Linked DNA regions of Sus scrofa: region 2 is linked to region 1. Evidence: chromatin contacts called from public HiChIP or PLAC-seq data. All regions are on one chromosome and are shown on one strand. The core of a region is the stretch at or near the end of the contact, and the rest is flanking DNA. Distances in the headings are between cores, read along the strand shown.

Region 1 (7,368 bases), core at 2,431-4,930:
TACACACACACATGTATACATTCTTTTTTCTCACATGATCCTGCTCCATCACAAGGGACTAGACATAGTTCCCAGTGCTACGCAGCAGGATCTCACTGCTCATCCATTCCAAAAGCAAGTTTGCATCTATTAACCCCAAATCCCCAATCCATCCCCGCTCCCTCCTCCTCCCCCTCGGCAAACACAAGTCTCTTCTCCATGTCCACAATTTTCTTTTTTGTGGAAAGGGTCATTTGTGCCGTGTATTAGACTCCTGATGTAAGTGATATCATATGGTATTTGTCTTTCTCTTTCTGACCTACTTCACTTAGTATGAGCGTCTCCAGTTCCATCCATATTGCTGCCAATGGCACTATTTTATTGGAAAGAGAATTTAAATGTCCAAACAGTACTTTCATAAAACTATCAAGTCATTACTCGCTGCTTTAGCTTGAATTTGTGTGTAAGTTTTAAAATAGCTATCTCTGGTTAATTTACCATAATGAGAACTACCTAAGCATCAAATTTATTGAGTTGGACGTGACCTCACACCGAATGCAGGAGCAGAGCAGGAAGGTTCTGCTGGCTTGTGACTGGCTGAGAGCAAGAGGTAAAGTGTGCTAAGTCGTGGCCTGGATAGGAATCCACGCCCCAGAGCTGTCTGTCTGGCCTGCCTATGGGAAAATGAGCCGGGGCATCGGCAGAGCACAAAGAAAACACAGAACGCCCAGCTTAGGCGACTCCGTAATAACCCATCACCTCCTCTAACAGAGAGAGTGACAGGTCCTGCCCTCCTCTGAGCCTCCACCTTCCCGGTGCCTGCCCCCGCCCCTCCCCCACTATAAAAGGTGGTGGGGTTTTTTTTGGTTTTTTTTTTTTTTGCCTTTTTAGGGCAGCACCCATGGCATGTGGAGGTTCCCAGGCTAGGGGTCAAATCAGAGCTGCAGCTGCCTGCCTACACCACTGGATCCGAGCCACGTCTGCGACCTACACCACAGCTCTCGGCAATGCCAGATCCTTAACCGACTGAGTGGGGCCAGGGTTGAACCCAAGTCGTCATGAATACAAGTCAGGTTTGGTACCCCTGAGCCATGATGGGAAGCAGTTGCACTGGTGTTTAACCTCTATTCCAAAGGCTCAGGAATGTGTTACCTCTTTGTCTCTCTCAATATTGCTGAACGCTCAAATGTTTCTACCAAAGCTGATAGAAGGCTCTAGAGAAAATGCAGTCATTCTCATGCTTCCCTGGCAAGACAGGATAGCATGCATGTGGAAGGAGTAACCCTCCTTAGCAGGCCCTGTTTGGACGGACTGTCGAAGACTCTGTGGGGCCAAAACAGGTCCTCTGCTAGGACTGGACAGGCTCCTCTATGGAACGCCGGCAGCCAAGAGCACTGGACACAGGCCATGCCCTACTAGGGCCCTGGCCCGCCTGCCCACCTGTGGCAGGGAACAGTAGAACTGACTGCATTTCACATGGTGCCTCCTCTCCGCTTTGGCAGAAACGCTGAACTCAGCGCTCCCGCTCCCGCTGTGCAGTGGCCGGCGTCCCCCTGAGGTCTGTCGCTTGCCGGCTGAATCCCCTTCTCGGGTTGCTTTCCAGACCTCAACCATCTTTGTAGAGAACTGCAACTGACACTGCACTTAAATTAGATACGAGTATTTTTTGTTTGTTTGTCTTTTTAGGGCTGAACACACAGCATACAGAGGTTCCCAGGCTAGGGGTCCAATCAGAGCTGTAGCTGCCGGCCTACACCACAGCCACAGCAACGCGGGATCCGAGCCGAGTCTGCAACCTACACCACAGCTCACGGCCATGCCAGATCCTTAACCCCCTGAGAAGCCAGGGATCGAACCCATGTCCTCATGGATGCTAGTCGGGTTCGTTAACCGCTGAGCCACGACGGGAACTCCAGACGTGTGTATGGATAACATAAGAAAGGAAGGAGTAAAGGAGGTGGGAGAAGCGGCATTACACAGTCCTCTGAAGACCACCTGCCTGCACTTCCCTTCAAATACCTCAGTAAAATGGGGCACCCTGCGATGCGTAATCATCGCCGCAAGGACGGCTGCCTCTGAAAAGCAGAGGGTCGCGGAATTTATCAAGGTCTTTTATTAAACTTGTGTATAAAAGTGCACACACATTTATCAAAACGAAAATAATAGGTAAGACACGTCAATTATAAAGCCTGTATTTGAAAAAGATGCACTGCATTGAAACCCATTTTCCATTTTGATGACAGCTTATCCCACGTGGTTATTTGTCTCCGAAAAATGGTGAGTTTATCGATTACTCTAGCCTGTAATTAAAGCCACACTTTTAAAATTACACAGACTGAGGAACCTCTTGAACTATGTCCTAAATCTAACTGCCAAACATAACATCACTGAAATCACTCAGCTGGGATTAGGTAGAGCAAAACTCGACCTCTGCGGGCCTACCGTGAGTGAGCCTGCTGTACCATGAAACACGGTTTTTGCTTTTACTTGATACCCCAAAATTGAAGTCAACTCAGCAGCAAATGTTTCTCCATTACCGTACACCCCATTTTCTCAAAGATACTAACCCTGGAAAACTTTCTGGCCCATAACCAGGGCCAGCTCCTCTGCAGCCCCTGGTCACTGACCCGCGGGGAAGGCCATGTGGACAGCCTGGGTTTGGGGCAGAGTTACTGACCGGAAGGGGCGGAAAGGCGTGGCTCCTTCCTCCCCCGCGCTCCCGGCCGGCAAAGGACCACCTAACCCCATTGTCCAGGGGCTCGCCTCGTACTCCATCGCGCAGAGACCGACTCCCACGACCCTGTCCGGGACTGACCGTGGACTGTCCACCGGGGGGCCCTGGCCTGCCCGCCACGCTCACCCCAACCGCGGGTGCCTCCGGGCCTCTCCACGCCGGACTTCCAACCTGGGGCCTCTCCACGCCGGACTCCCGCCCGGGACCTCCCTGTGCCTGGCCTCCCCACGCCGGAGTCCACACGCCAGACTCCCGTCCCGGACCTCCCCACGCCTCGCCTCCCCACACTGAACCTCCCAAATCAAAACTCCCCTCCACGGACCTCCCGAAACCAGACTTTCCCACGCCCCGCACCGGCAGACCGACAGGCGGCCCCGAGCGACCCTCCCGCGTCCCCCTCACTCCCCCCCTAGTCCCAGCCCCAGACCCTCCGCCTTCCGCCAGCCTCCTGCCTTGGTCGGGGGTCCAGCCCACCCCGCGCCCGGCCCTCGGGAGGACGCGCCCCGCAGCCTCACCTTCTTGCCCTTCTTGCTCTCTTCCTCCATGTCGCCGCGAGCGGCCCCCGCGGCCCGGCCCGCCCCGGGAGCCCCGCGCCGCCCGCGGCCGCTACATGCTCGCCCCGGCCCCGCGGCCGCCGCCGCTCCTGCGCCGCTAGCCTGGCCGCAGTCTCCTCCCGCGGCCGCCAGGGGCCGTCCGCGCCCTGCACCCCGCACCCCGCACTTCCGGACCGAGGGCGCAGCCCCGCCCCCGCGACCACGCCCCGCCCCGCGCGCGCACGCCCCCTCGGCCCACACGCTCCGCCCCCAGCCCTTCCAGGCGGCCGAGAACGCGCCTGCCCTGCCCGCCCCTTTCAGGGCCGCGGGAGCGCGCCTGTCGCGCCCCTGTCCCACCCCACGCCCTTCAGGGAGGGCCTGCAGCCCGCGCCCACAAGCCCGGCGCCTCAGGGCCGCACGAGCGGCTCCAGCGTTTCAATTCTGCCGCCATCTTTTGGGCAGCCAACTTCCCAGCCTGCCTCACGCTCAAGCAGATTAGGCTCAGGCCGCCAAGAAACGGTGGGCGGGGCCGGCGGGAGGGGCGGGGCCTGTGGGAAGGTGAGGACGGGAAGTGGGGGTGTGGGGGCTCTGGGAGGGGCTGGCGAGAGGGGGCGCGGTCATCGGAGGCGGGGCTGCGGACCGGAGTGGTTGGCGGGAGTGGGAGGGCGGGGCCTGCAGGAAGGTGAAGGCGGGAAGACCTGGGCGGGGCTGCTCGAGGAGCGGGGCCTCGGGGAAGGGGCACAGGACCACTCCCTTTCCTTTCTCCCTTTGCCCTTCTTTCGTGTGGGTGCAGTGAAACTTTTTGCTAAGACTTCCTGTGTTTCAGCGTCAGCCTTCCTTAGACAAACACGTTGGGAAAGTTTAAATGCAACAGCGAGTACGTCCGGACCCTACCAGAATAAAATGTAGAACGGGAGTTCCCTTCGTGGCTCAGTGGTTAACGAGTCCCACTAGGAACCATGCGGTTGAGGGTTCGATCCCTGCCCTCGCTCAGTGGGTTGGGGATCCAGCGTTGCCCTGAGCTGTGGTGTAGGTTGCAGACGTGGCTCGGATCCCGTGTTGCTGGGGCTGTGGTGCAGGCTGGCGGCTACAGCTCCGATTAGATCCCTCACCTGGGAACCTCCGTATGCTGCGGATGCGGCCCTAGAAAAGACAAAATGAATAAATAAATAAAACCTAGAACCTTTTTTTTTTTTTTAATGGCACATAGAGGTTCCCAGGCTAGGGGTCGAAATGGAGCTACAACTGCCGGCCTACACCACAGCCACAGCCACGCAGGATCTGAGCTGTGTCTGCGACCTACACCACAGCTCACAGCAACACGGGATCCTTAACCCACTGAGCGAGGCCGGAGATCAAACCTGCAACCTCATGGTTACTAGTCGCATTGGTTTCCTCTGCACCACAAAGGGAACTCCCACACACAGAACCTTAATAGTCACCTAGAAATAACAGCCACCTTTTACCGATGAGGTCCAGAGAGATGGTTTGCCCAAAACACACTGTGAAGTGGAGTCAGCAGCAGCAGGCCCACTGTTTTGCCACCAAACAGCTGCCAGTAAGAACCCTGCTGTTCAACTAAAATGTAAACTGATACCAAACAAAACAATATTTGTCTCGACTGGTTAACTTTTTAGAGTGTTAGATCCTGTGCCAGGGGTCAATGGTCTCTCTCTCGGCTCCCATCGTGGGATGGAGCTGGGCCCTTTGAGCTGTCCTCCCTTGCCAGGCGGCCCAGTGTGAAGCTTTGCGGGTAGAAACTGCAGGGAGGCAGTGCAGGAGGAAGGAGCTTTACTGCCTGGTTCCAGTGAGCTTTCTGAAAAAGCACCTGCAGAAAGAGGCCTCTAAAGCACCCACCTTCCTACATCAAGGGTAACTTCTCCAGCTCCAGGTTCTCGCAAGCACCTGGCTCTCCAGTGCCGGGAGCACCCAGCTCCCCTGTGGTCTGAGGTCGGCGAGACGCCGCCTTCAGGAACAGTTTTCCCACACTCTGGAGGGTGGACTACAGCAAGTTCTGCCAGCACTTCTCTGCCATTCCTTGAGCAGAGCTGTTCTCTACCAAAGGCTGGACCTCAGCCTGGGGGGGTTGAGGGGGCGAGGTTATTCCTCAGAAGCTTAGCACTCAGAATAGTAGCTGCCCTTATATCTACTATCATTGTGGCCTTCAGAGTTCTCTCCATTTTTTCTTAACTTTTTTAAAAATTGAAGTAGAGTTGATTTACAATGTTGTGTTAATTTCAGGCATCCAGCAAAGTGAGTCAGTTATATATATTCGTTTTCAGATTCTCTTCCCTTATAGGTTATTACAAAAATACTGAGGGTAGTTCTCTGTACTATCCAGTAGGTCCTGTTGGTTACCTATTTTATGTATAGTAGTGTGTATATGTTAATCCCAGACTCCAAATTAATCCCTCCCCCTCCCTTCACTTTTAACAGCCATTCCCTTGTTACTGTAATTCTCTGTATTAAACCCTTCCTGCACTGTTTGTCTCCTGATTGGACCCTATTAGATAAAGACACCAAAGAAACAAGTAGTCCCCAGCACTCCCTAAAGGCATTAGGTACTGCAGTCCCTGGGTACATAAAGCAGAAGTGTGGGAAATGACCTTTCAGTCTCCCTCCTGCAATAGTTTAGCTTGCCACATGCACAGACACGAATAACGCAGTGCATTCAGTGGTTGTTCCATCCACCACTACGGAACATTGGTCTGATATTTTAAGATCTTCCACTGATGTACCTTTCCATAGTTGTCTCTCTGTAACACTGTAAATAACGCTACTAAAACTTCCCTTAACCTAGGTTTAGGAAAAACTCACTCAACTCCTATATTTCTCCTTACTCTCACACGACAACCACTCTTGACACTTCTGACACCAGATGTGTGGGCATTTTTCCCACACCAAGCAATTCTTCAACACCAGCTGTGTCCTACACTTTAACTCAATTCTGGAGAGAGCATCAGATCCCACCGGTCAAGGGCTCAGTCCCACAAGACTGCCCTGCTCCCCACTTCAGATGACAACAAAAGTCCAGGTTGTTACCTCTGCCTCTGACCAGTCAGCTGTAAACTGAATGTTCCCAGGACTCCTCCTTGGGTTCAATTAATGTGCTAGAATGGCACAAAAACTCAGAAAAATAGTTTATTGTTTATCAGCTCATTGTAAAAGGATATGACAAAGATCCAGATAAAAGAGATGCCTAGGAGTTCCCATCGTGGTTCAGTGGAAACAAACCCAACTAGTACCCATGAGGATGTGGGTTTGATCCCTGGCCTCGATCTGTAGGTTAAGGATCCTGTGTTGCAGATGCGGCTTGGATCTGGTGTGGCTGTGGCTGTGGCTGTGGCATTGACCCCTAGCCTGGGAACTTCCATATGCTACACCAGCAGCCCCGAAAAGTTTTTTTTAAAAAAATGGGATTTCCCCATCTTGGACCACAGTGGAAACAAATCCGACTAGAAACCATGAGGTTTCGGGTTCGATCCCTGGCCTCAATCAGTGGGTTAGGGATCCAGAGTTGCCGTGAGCTGTGGTGTAGGTCGAAGACACAGCTCCAATCTGGCATTGCTGTGGCTCTGGTGTTGGCCGGCAGCTACAGCTCCGATTGGACCCCCGGCCTGGGAACCTCCATATGCCGAGGGTGCTGCCCTAAAAGACAAAAAGACCAAAAAAAAAAAAAAAAAGTGAGAGATGCCTGGGGATGTGTGTGGGAAGGGGCTTGCTCTGAACACCACACTCTTCTGGCCCCTTCATGTGTTCACCAACCCAGATCTTCTAACTATTGGAATTTTATGGAGACTTCATCATATAGGCATGATCTTATTTTTTCCTAGTAATGGTATTTATTTAAATTGTTTAAAAACTTTGAAATCATGTTGGTTTACATGGCATGATTGAATATTAACTGCATTTCCTCTCTGGAGGATGAAGGGTGAAGCTGAAAATTCCAAGCTTCTAATCACGGTCTTTCTGGTGGCCAGCTTCTATCCAGACACCATCCAGGAGCCCAACTTACATCAACTCAGAACAAAGACATTCCTTTCACCCAGGAGCTGTCACAGGATGTGGGAGCTCTATGCCAGCAACGGGGACAGAGACCAGTATGGGGGTTCTGTTTTGGTT
Region 2 (7,368 bases), core at 2,710-5,209, 60 kb after region 1:
CCTGTATCTCTCCTCCACTCCCTCCCAGGCTCACAAGCCAAAGGATGCCTTCTTGCTCCATCCAGCCCAGCCCCTCTCCCCACGTGCCCACCGTGCCCACCATCCTCCCTCGATGACCACGCCCCCTCCCAGCCCCTCCAGCTTTGGGGCCTGCTCAGGTCTCCTGGGCAAGGCAGCTTCATGCGTCTCTTTGCCAGTTATCATTCCCTTTGTCACCGGGTCAGGTCCTCAACCCACACTCCTGCCCTGGTTGGCACGGTGACAAATGGAGCTGCAGTTTCCGCTCCACCTCTTAGGAGCGGTGTGCTTCTCGGCACATTTCCAGGACGGGTGGCAAGTGTACAGTTTCCGTATGAACGGTGACACCCGACCCCGGTCTCCTCTCTCTCCCCATCTTGTTCACCTGTCCCTGTTTTCTCTCCAGAGCCCCCTGGGAGCTGGGGTCAAATCCACACTGTCTGCTGGATGCTCCTAAACCTGCAGCCCCGCTGCTGCCCTCCTGCCTGGCTGCGTTTGTCTGGGCCCCACAGCTGCTTGGCCACCTCCCCTCTGGCGTCCAGCTGGCTCCTCCAACTTAACACGCTAACACTTAAGACTCACACTCACTCGAGCTGGATTTGCCAAAAGGCAGTCACAGCGAGTGCTTAGGGCCACTGAGAAGGAATGAACGGGGCGGAATCGGATACTTCAAAAACGTGTGAGAGCAGATCTTCCCGTTGTGGACTGTTTCTTGGGAATTACATGGGGGCGGCGGGGGGGGGGGGTACCTAGGATTCGCAGCAGCTGGGTGTCTGAGGTCTCGCTGCATCCTCCTATCAGTTCCATCAAGGGCCTTGGCTCTAGTCACTCAGAGCACACGCTCCCAAAGCACCCTTCATTCCTTTCTGCCCCACGTCTGTTTTTTAAATCTTGACCCTTCTTATGGCCCAAAGGTCTCACTGGCTCCTTGCCTCTCTATCAGCCCCATTTAGTGCCCGCGGGCTTTTGGGCCTACAGCGTGGTTGTTGCCTCTTACCCAAGCCCACCCAGGCTGTCTTCCACCATGGGTCACCTCCTCCAAGCACACCGAGACGGTGGGTGTCACACTCCTGTTCACATGGCTCCAGGGGCTCCCCCTCGACTTAAGCCCAGTTTCTTGCCTGCCAGTGAAGGCCAGCCCCCGGGTTCAGGTTTAGCTGCCTGCAACTCCTTTGTTCACCAACCCCTCGTCACAGGCCCTGGGCTCCAGCCAAACTTGACTTCTCGCCATCTGGGAACACATGTTCCCTCTGCCCAAAATACCCTGCATTCATCTCCACCTGTCGAGATCTGTCCTTGAAGGGTTATTCGATAAATAGTACTGGGACAATTGGTCATTCGAAGGAAATTTTTTAGATTCTTCACTTCATACTACGGACCAAAATATATTCTAGATAGACTAGCGTTAAACATAAAATATAAATATATGACACAATCACATATATTAAAAAAATCAAACTGTAGGGAGTTCCCTGGTTGCTCAGTGGCTTAAAGATCTTACACTGTCACGGATGCGATATGGGTTCAATCCTTGGCCCAGGAACTTCTGCATGCCACAGGTGTGGCCAAAAAAAAAGAACGATAAAAAGTCTGGAGTTCCCATTGAGGCTCAGCAGGAACACATCTGACTAGTAACCGTGAGGTTGCAGGTTCGATCCCTGGCCTTGCTCAGTGAGTTAAGTATCTGGCATTGGAGTTCCAGTTGTGGTGCAGTGGAAATGAATCCAACTAGTATCCATGAGGATGGGGACTCGAGCCCCAGACTCGCTCAGTGGGTCGGGGATCTGGCATTGCCGTGAGCTGTGGTGTAGGCTGATAGCTGTAGCTCCGATTCCACTCCCTAACTTGGGAACATCCATATGTCACGGGTGCGGACCTAAAAAGCAAAAATAAATAAATAAACAAATAATAAAAGCTAAAAAAAAAAAGTATCTGCCATTGCCTTGAGCTGTGGTGTATGTACGTTGCAGATGCACCTCGGATCCTGCGTTGCTCTGACTGTGGTGTAGGCCGGCAGCTGCAGCCCCAATTCGACCCCTAGCCTGGGAACTTCCGTAGGCCGCACATTCACCCCTAGAAAGAAAAAAAAGATAAAGTTTGGAAAATGTGTAACTGCCAAGCATACGAAAAGGGAGAAGATCCTAAGCTTAAAAGCCAAGAATGAAATTTCAAAGGAAACAGCAATAGATCTAACTCATTAAATAGAACATGACTCATTAAAACCAAACTAGTAGAAATGAACAGAAGGGTAGAGAGTGCTTCACATGAGCTGAGTGCTGGGACCCCCTATACAGGGAAGTTGCTTGCTTAGCAAGAAATTAGAGGAGCGTCATGGACATCTCCTGTAAAGGCATAGTGGTGCCTGACATGGCCTTCCTTCCCTAGGGATTTGAAATGTCCAAATCCTCTCCAGGACTGAAATGTTCAAAGCCCCAAATTTGACATCTTTCCCTGGACGACCTTGTGTTTGGTTGATAGCGATTATTTTAAATTTGTTTGATTGGGTCTTTCTTACCAAACAGGAAAAAGGGTGATTAAGTACTTGGAAAGTGCTTCCTTTGTTGCAGGTTATGTGCTTTGTGTGCATTAGAGCAACCCCACAAGACAGGTACAATTACTCCCATTTAACAAGCGAGGCAACGGAACCTTAGAGATGAACTGAACTGCGCAAGACCTCACAGCTACAATGGGGTTCAGACCCACGTAGAGTGACTCTCAGCACACACCTCCTCCCATGGAAAGACATGCTTTGCACTTTTTTTTTAAGGCGGGTGGAGGCATGTGGAAGTTCAGGGGCAAAGACTGATCGCTGGCCACAGCCACTGTAGCTGAGGCCACACTGGATCCTTTAACACACTGCCCCTGCCAGGGATCCAGCCCGTGCCTCCGCAGGGACCCAAGCGGCTGCAGTCAGAGTCTCAACCCAATGGGCCACAGTGGGAACCAATTTTTAAATCCATTCCGGTTTCTCCACACAACGTGAACATGGACACACGAATTCTTCCGCGCAAAATGGTTGTCAGTACCTGTACATAGGTATTTGATAAAAGTTAACTCCTTCCTAGGCGCTTCAGCCCCACTACCACTGCTTAGTTGAGTCCTTCATTTTTTCTTACGTTGTTGTCATGGTGAAGATGATATTATCATGTATGTTTCAGGCACTATAGGAAAAAAAGGCAAGAGGCCACACTTAGTGAGCATCACTATAACTCAGGTATCATGCTAAACATTACTCACAGATTACTGTCCAGCAATCCTATAAAACTCGTTTTAGTTCTTTTTTTTTTTTTTTTTTTTTTTGTCTTTTTGCTATTTCTTGGGCCGCTCCCACGGCATATGGAGGTTCCCAGGCTAGGGGTTGAATCGGAGCTATAGCTGCCGGCCTACACCACAGCCACAGCAACGCGGGATCCGAGCCGCGTCTGCAACCTACACTACAGCTCATGGCAACGCCGGATCGTTAACCCCACTGAGCAAGGGCAGGGACCGAACCCGCAACCTCATGGTTCCTAGTCGGATTCGTTAACCACTGCGCCACGACGGGAACTCCCCCGTTGTAGTTCTTAACGCAGACGACCTCAACATCCTCTCTCCTTTAATTCCTCTGTTTACAAATAATAACTGTATTCGGTATAATTTCCCTAGAATAAACCGCACTTATTCAAAGAGTACATTTCAAAGGTTTTGGCACATCTGTGAAGCCACCATCACAAACAAGCGCACACTATTTCCAACACCCTTAAGCTTCCCAGGGATCCTTCCCAGCCTACCCCTCGGGTCCTCCGCCCCGCGCCTGCGGCCCCGTGACGTCACTGCCCTGCGCCCCGCCGCCGCCGCGCTCGACACTTCCGGCAGCGAAGACGTAATGGGCGGGGCGGGGGTGGTGTCACGGAAGCGCGCGCCGGAAGCGGGCCCGCCGGAAGTGGCGGGGCGGGGCGCGGGGGCGATGGGGGGTGGCGGCGGCGGCCGGCGATGAGCAGCGGGAGCGCGTGAGCAGGCCGGCGGGCGAGGCTGGGGGGCCCCGGAGAGCGAGCCGCAGGGCGGAGGGCGGGGGCGCGAGCGAGGCGGGCGGCGGGCGGCGGCCTGGGCGCGGTGGCGGCGGAAGCCGAGAAGATGGCGGACGGCGATAGTGGCAGCGAGCGCGGCGGCGGCGGCGGCGGCGGGCCCGGCGGCTTCCAGCCCGCGTCCCGCGGCGGCGGCGGCGAGCAGGAGACGCAGGAGCTGGCCTCGAAGCGGCTGGACATCCAGAACAAACGCTTCTACCTGGACGTGAAGCAGAACGCCAAGGGTCGCTTCCTCAAGATCGCCGAGGTGGGCGCGGGCGGCTCCAAGAGCCGCCTCACCCTGTCCATGGCGGTGGCCGCCGAGTTCCGCGACTACCTGGGCGACTTCATCGAGCACTACGCGCAGCTGGGCCCCAGCAGCCCCGAGCAGGTGGCAGCGGCGGCGGGCGCCGAGGAGGGCGGTGGGCCGCGGCGCGCGCTCAAGAGCGAGTTCCTGGTGCGCGAGAACCGCAAGTACTACCTGGACCTCAAGGAGAACCAGCGTGGCCGCTTCCTGCGTATCCGCCAGACGGTCAACCGCGGCGGCGGCGGCCCCGGGCCCGGCGGCCTGCAGAGCGGCCAGACCATTGCGCTGCCCGCGCAGGGCCTCATCGAGTTCCGCGACGCGCTGGCCAAGCTCATCGACGACTACGGCGGCGAGGACGACGAGCTGGCAGGGGGCCCGGGCGGCGGCGCCGGGGGCCCCGGGGGCGGCCTCTACGGAGAGCTTCCGGAAGGCACCTCCATCACGGTGGACTCCAAGCGTTTCTTCTTCGACGTGGGCTGCAACAAGTACGGAGTGTTCCTGCGCGTGAGCGAGGTAAAGCCTTCCTACCGCAACGCCATCACCGTCCCCTTCAAGGCGTGGGGCAAGTTCGGGGGCGCCTTTTGCCGGTATGCGGATGAGATGAAAGAGATCCAGGAGCGGCAGAGGGATAAGCTTTATGAGCGACGCGGCGGAGACGAGTCGGAGGGAGAGGAGGTGGATGAGGACTGAAACGCGCAGCTTTCCCTACGGGCCTCTCCACCCCACCACCGTCCCCTTGGCTAGAGAGCTCCCCTTCCTGTTCATCCCCCAGTGAGCTAGAGGAGGGGGAGCGAGGGAGGCCCCAGAGGGAGAAAACAAAATTTAAAGTAATATAGTTAATTAAGAGAAGTAACCAGAAGAGAACCGTCACGGACACTTAGCGAAAAGCAGTGAAGTTCCAAGATACTGACAGCAACCTGCAAAGAGAGGAGAGAAGACAAAACAACAGCGTCTCCTCACCTGAGCAAAACAGTCTCAGCTTCTGTTGCTTCCCAGCTGAGGTTCCTGAACCCTGGGTGGGTCAGATCCTTGCACATTGGCCAAGGAACACCTTCGAGTTACCCAGACCCATTGCTGACAGTTGAGTTTGTGTTGTACCTGGGTAACCTGTTGGGAAGATTTTTCCAGACCACACTTTGGCCGTGTCTATCCCTTCACCTCCGTTGAAGTCAGCGTTTTGAACCTAGATCTTCATGGAATTCTTGTGAAGAGAGAGGCCTTTTCAGTTACCCAGTTCTGAGGGTACACGTTTCCTAAAGAGGAGCAACTAAGTAACCACAGACAGGGCAAAATCATTTCGTGAAGCCACCAGGGAATACAGAAACAAACTGGGTCCATTTTGTTTCACATGGTTTTGCATGGGACCTGAACCAAGGCCCATGTCTTTGCAGAATTGTTTTCCGGGATGCAAATGGATTCAGATATCACTCCTTGAACTAGAAGCCGTTACTATAATATTTTGAAAGCTGGCAAATTTTTTTCAAAGCTAGAAGAGCAGTTTTGCATGGGGGGTTGCTGAGGTAGGCACAAGAAGAAATCGGACATAAAGCACAAGGAAAACTGTTTGAGTGGATTGGTTGCTGCTCACTAAAGTTCTTCCCCGATCTCCAAATATGGAGGTCATTACCGAGAAATGGCTTAGATGTGAATGAGAGCCAGATCCCTGTGGCTCCACCGCGTGAGCCAGTGAATTGTGGCTAATTCGGCTGTTTCGGCCACTGGTTGGCTGGATTTTAAACCATAAAACTTGAAGATAGCTACAAAAGGAACAGTTTGGCTACAAGCCTGAGCTTTAATGGAACATACGTCCTCACAGAAAAGTTGGAAGTAACCAAAACTGAAGTTTTCATCTACCTTCAGTTTAGTCTGTGGATTTGTTCAAATACTAAAGATCCTCAGGTCCAGAATTCCAGCATCATTTATTCTTTTAAAATAAATTTTTAAGAACTTGATCCGTTGTATCAGTACCTCACAATCAAAGTTGGCAAATGATGGATGAGTGATTCAAGCAGCGTGCCCTTTGGAAGCTGAAATCCATCTGGATGGAGCCGAAGTGAACGTGAATATGCTGACTATATCCTGGAAGCATTTTTATACCATCTTGCGATTTCAACAAACTGGCTTTTGCCAGTTTATCCAGCTGTCTTTCAAGAATAAAAGTTGGGGTTTTCAAGGATCGCCTCTTCTATATTTTAAATGGATTTTCAGTATGATTTTTACTAATCAAGTTAATCCCACCCCATCCAAAGGTATTCCTACAAATGTTATAGACCTAGGTAACTTTGAATTGAATGGGAGCTAATGTTCTTTCCAAAGTTTTCAGGTATACTTTGTGTGACACCTTCTCAACCAGGAGGCAAGTAACCCCACCTCCACAATCTTAAGTTTGTTTTTTGTTTTTTTTTAACTGCATGCCTGCCCTTTATTTGAGCTGCCTTTTAATTTATTGCATACCCCTTTTATTATCTTATTTTGGTATTATTCAATCTATACAATCTTTTTGTATTTATTGTGAAATAAGTAATATACAAAAAGGTCAATTTCATGACTTGTGGCTGAGAGGGAGGGAAATGTGTATATAAAATTAGGCTTTTTAAAAAAATTAGATTTGATTCAGAATATCACTGATCTTAGATTTTTTTTTTTTTAAAAAAGGAAGAGCCACAAACATTGGTGCCCTTTTCAGACTATTTCTCTACTCTCATCATCCACAGTAGACTTTTTAAACAAATTTTTTTTAGGCTTTTCTTTTTTTAAAATTTTTCTCCGTTGCAAAGAATGGTTCCTAAATTGTATGGGAGCAATAGTATTTTTGATGTTTTAATGACATCTGTATACTCGTACTGTATTTTGTACTACAAGGCAGCTGTTTTCAATAATGTCCTGCTGTATTTACCTATGTGTTTTGAGTGTTTCTTTCTTTGCTGCGGAGAACAAATCCCTCAATAGTTTTAGTAGTAAAGGAGCTGAGAAGCTAGCTTTAGTAGGCTTGCAGAAACT

Evidence for each region. HiChIP or PLAC-seq counts read pairs in DNA pulled down with a chosen protein or histone mark.
Region 2: an H3K27ac HiChIP or PLAC-seq map of alveolar macrophages shows a contact between it and region 1. The contact joins the promoter of PURB here to the promoter of CCM2 in region 1. A contact is called at or near these places in 2 of 5 promoter capture datasets (fetal skeletal muscle and liver), 7 of 47 Hi-C or Micro-C datasets (blood, fetal heart ventricle, fetal skeletal muscle and 3 more) and 2 of 2 datasets of contacts at active chromatin or transcription factors (alveolar macrophages and skeletal muscle).

What each region holds. Positions count from the first base shown.
Region 1 is chr18:50,446,762-50,454,129 of Sscrofa11.1, forward strand. It overlaps CCM2 (cerebral cavernous malformations 2 protein), which reads right to left and starts at 3,681. Exons shown (of 10, transcript XM_021079071.1): 1 at 3,229-3,681. The coding sequence starts at 3,258. It overlaps LOC100739791 (a long non-coding RNA gene), which reads left to right and starts at 3,751. Exons shown (of 6, transcript XR_002340445.1): 1 at 3,751-3,765.
Region 2 is chr18:50,506,051-50,513,418 of Sscrofa11.1, forward strand. It overlaps PURB (transcriptional activator protein Pur-beta), which reads left to right and starts at 3,960. Exons shown (of 1, transcript XM_013985807.2): 1 at 3,960-7,368. The coding sequence starts at 4,132. The coding sequence ends at 5,058. LOC106506854 (a long non-coding RNA gene) reads right to left here and starts at 3,782. Exons shown (of 5, transcript XR_002340473.1): 1 at 3,691-3,782; 2 at 3,045-3,179.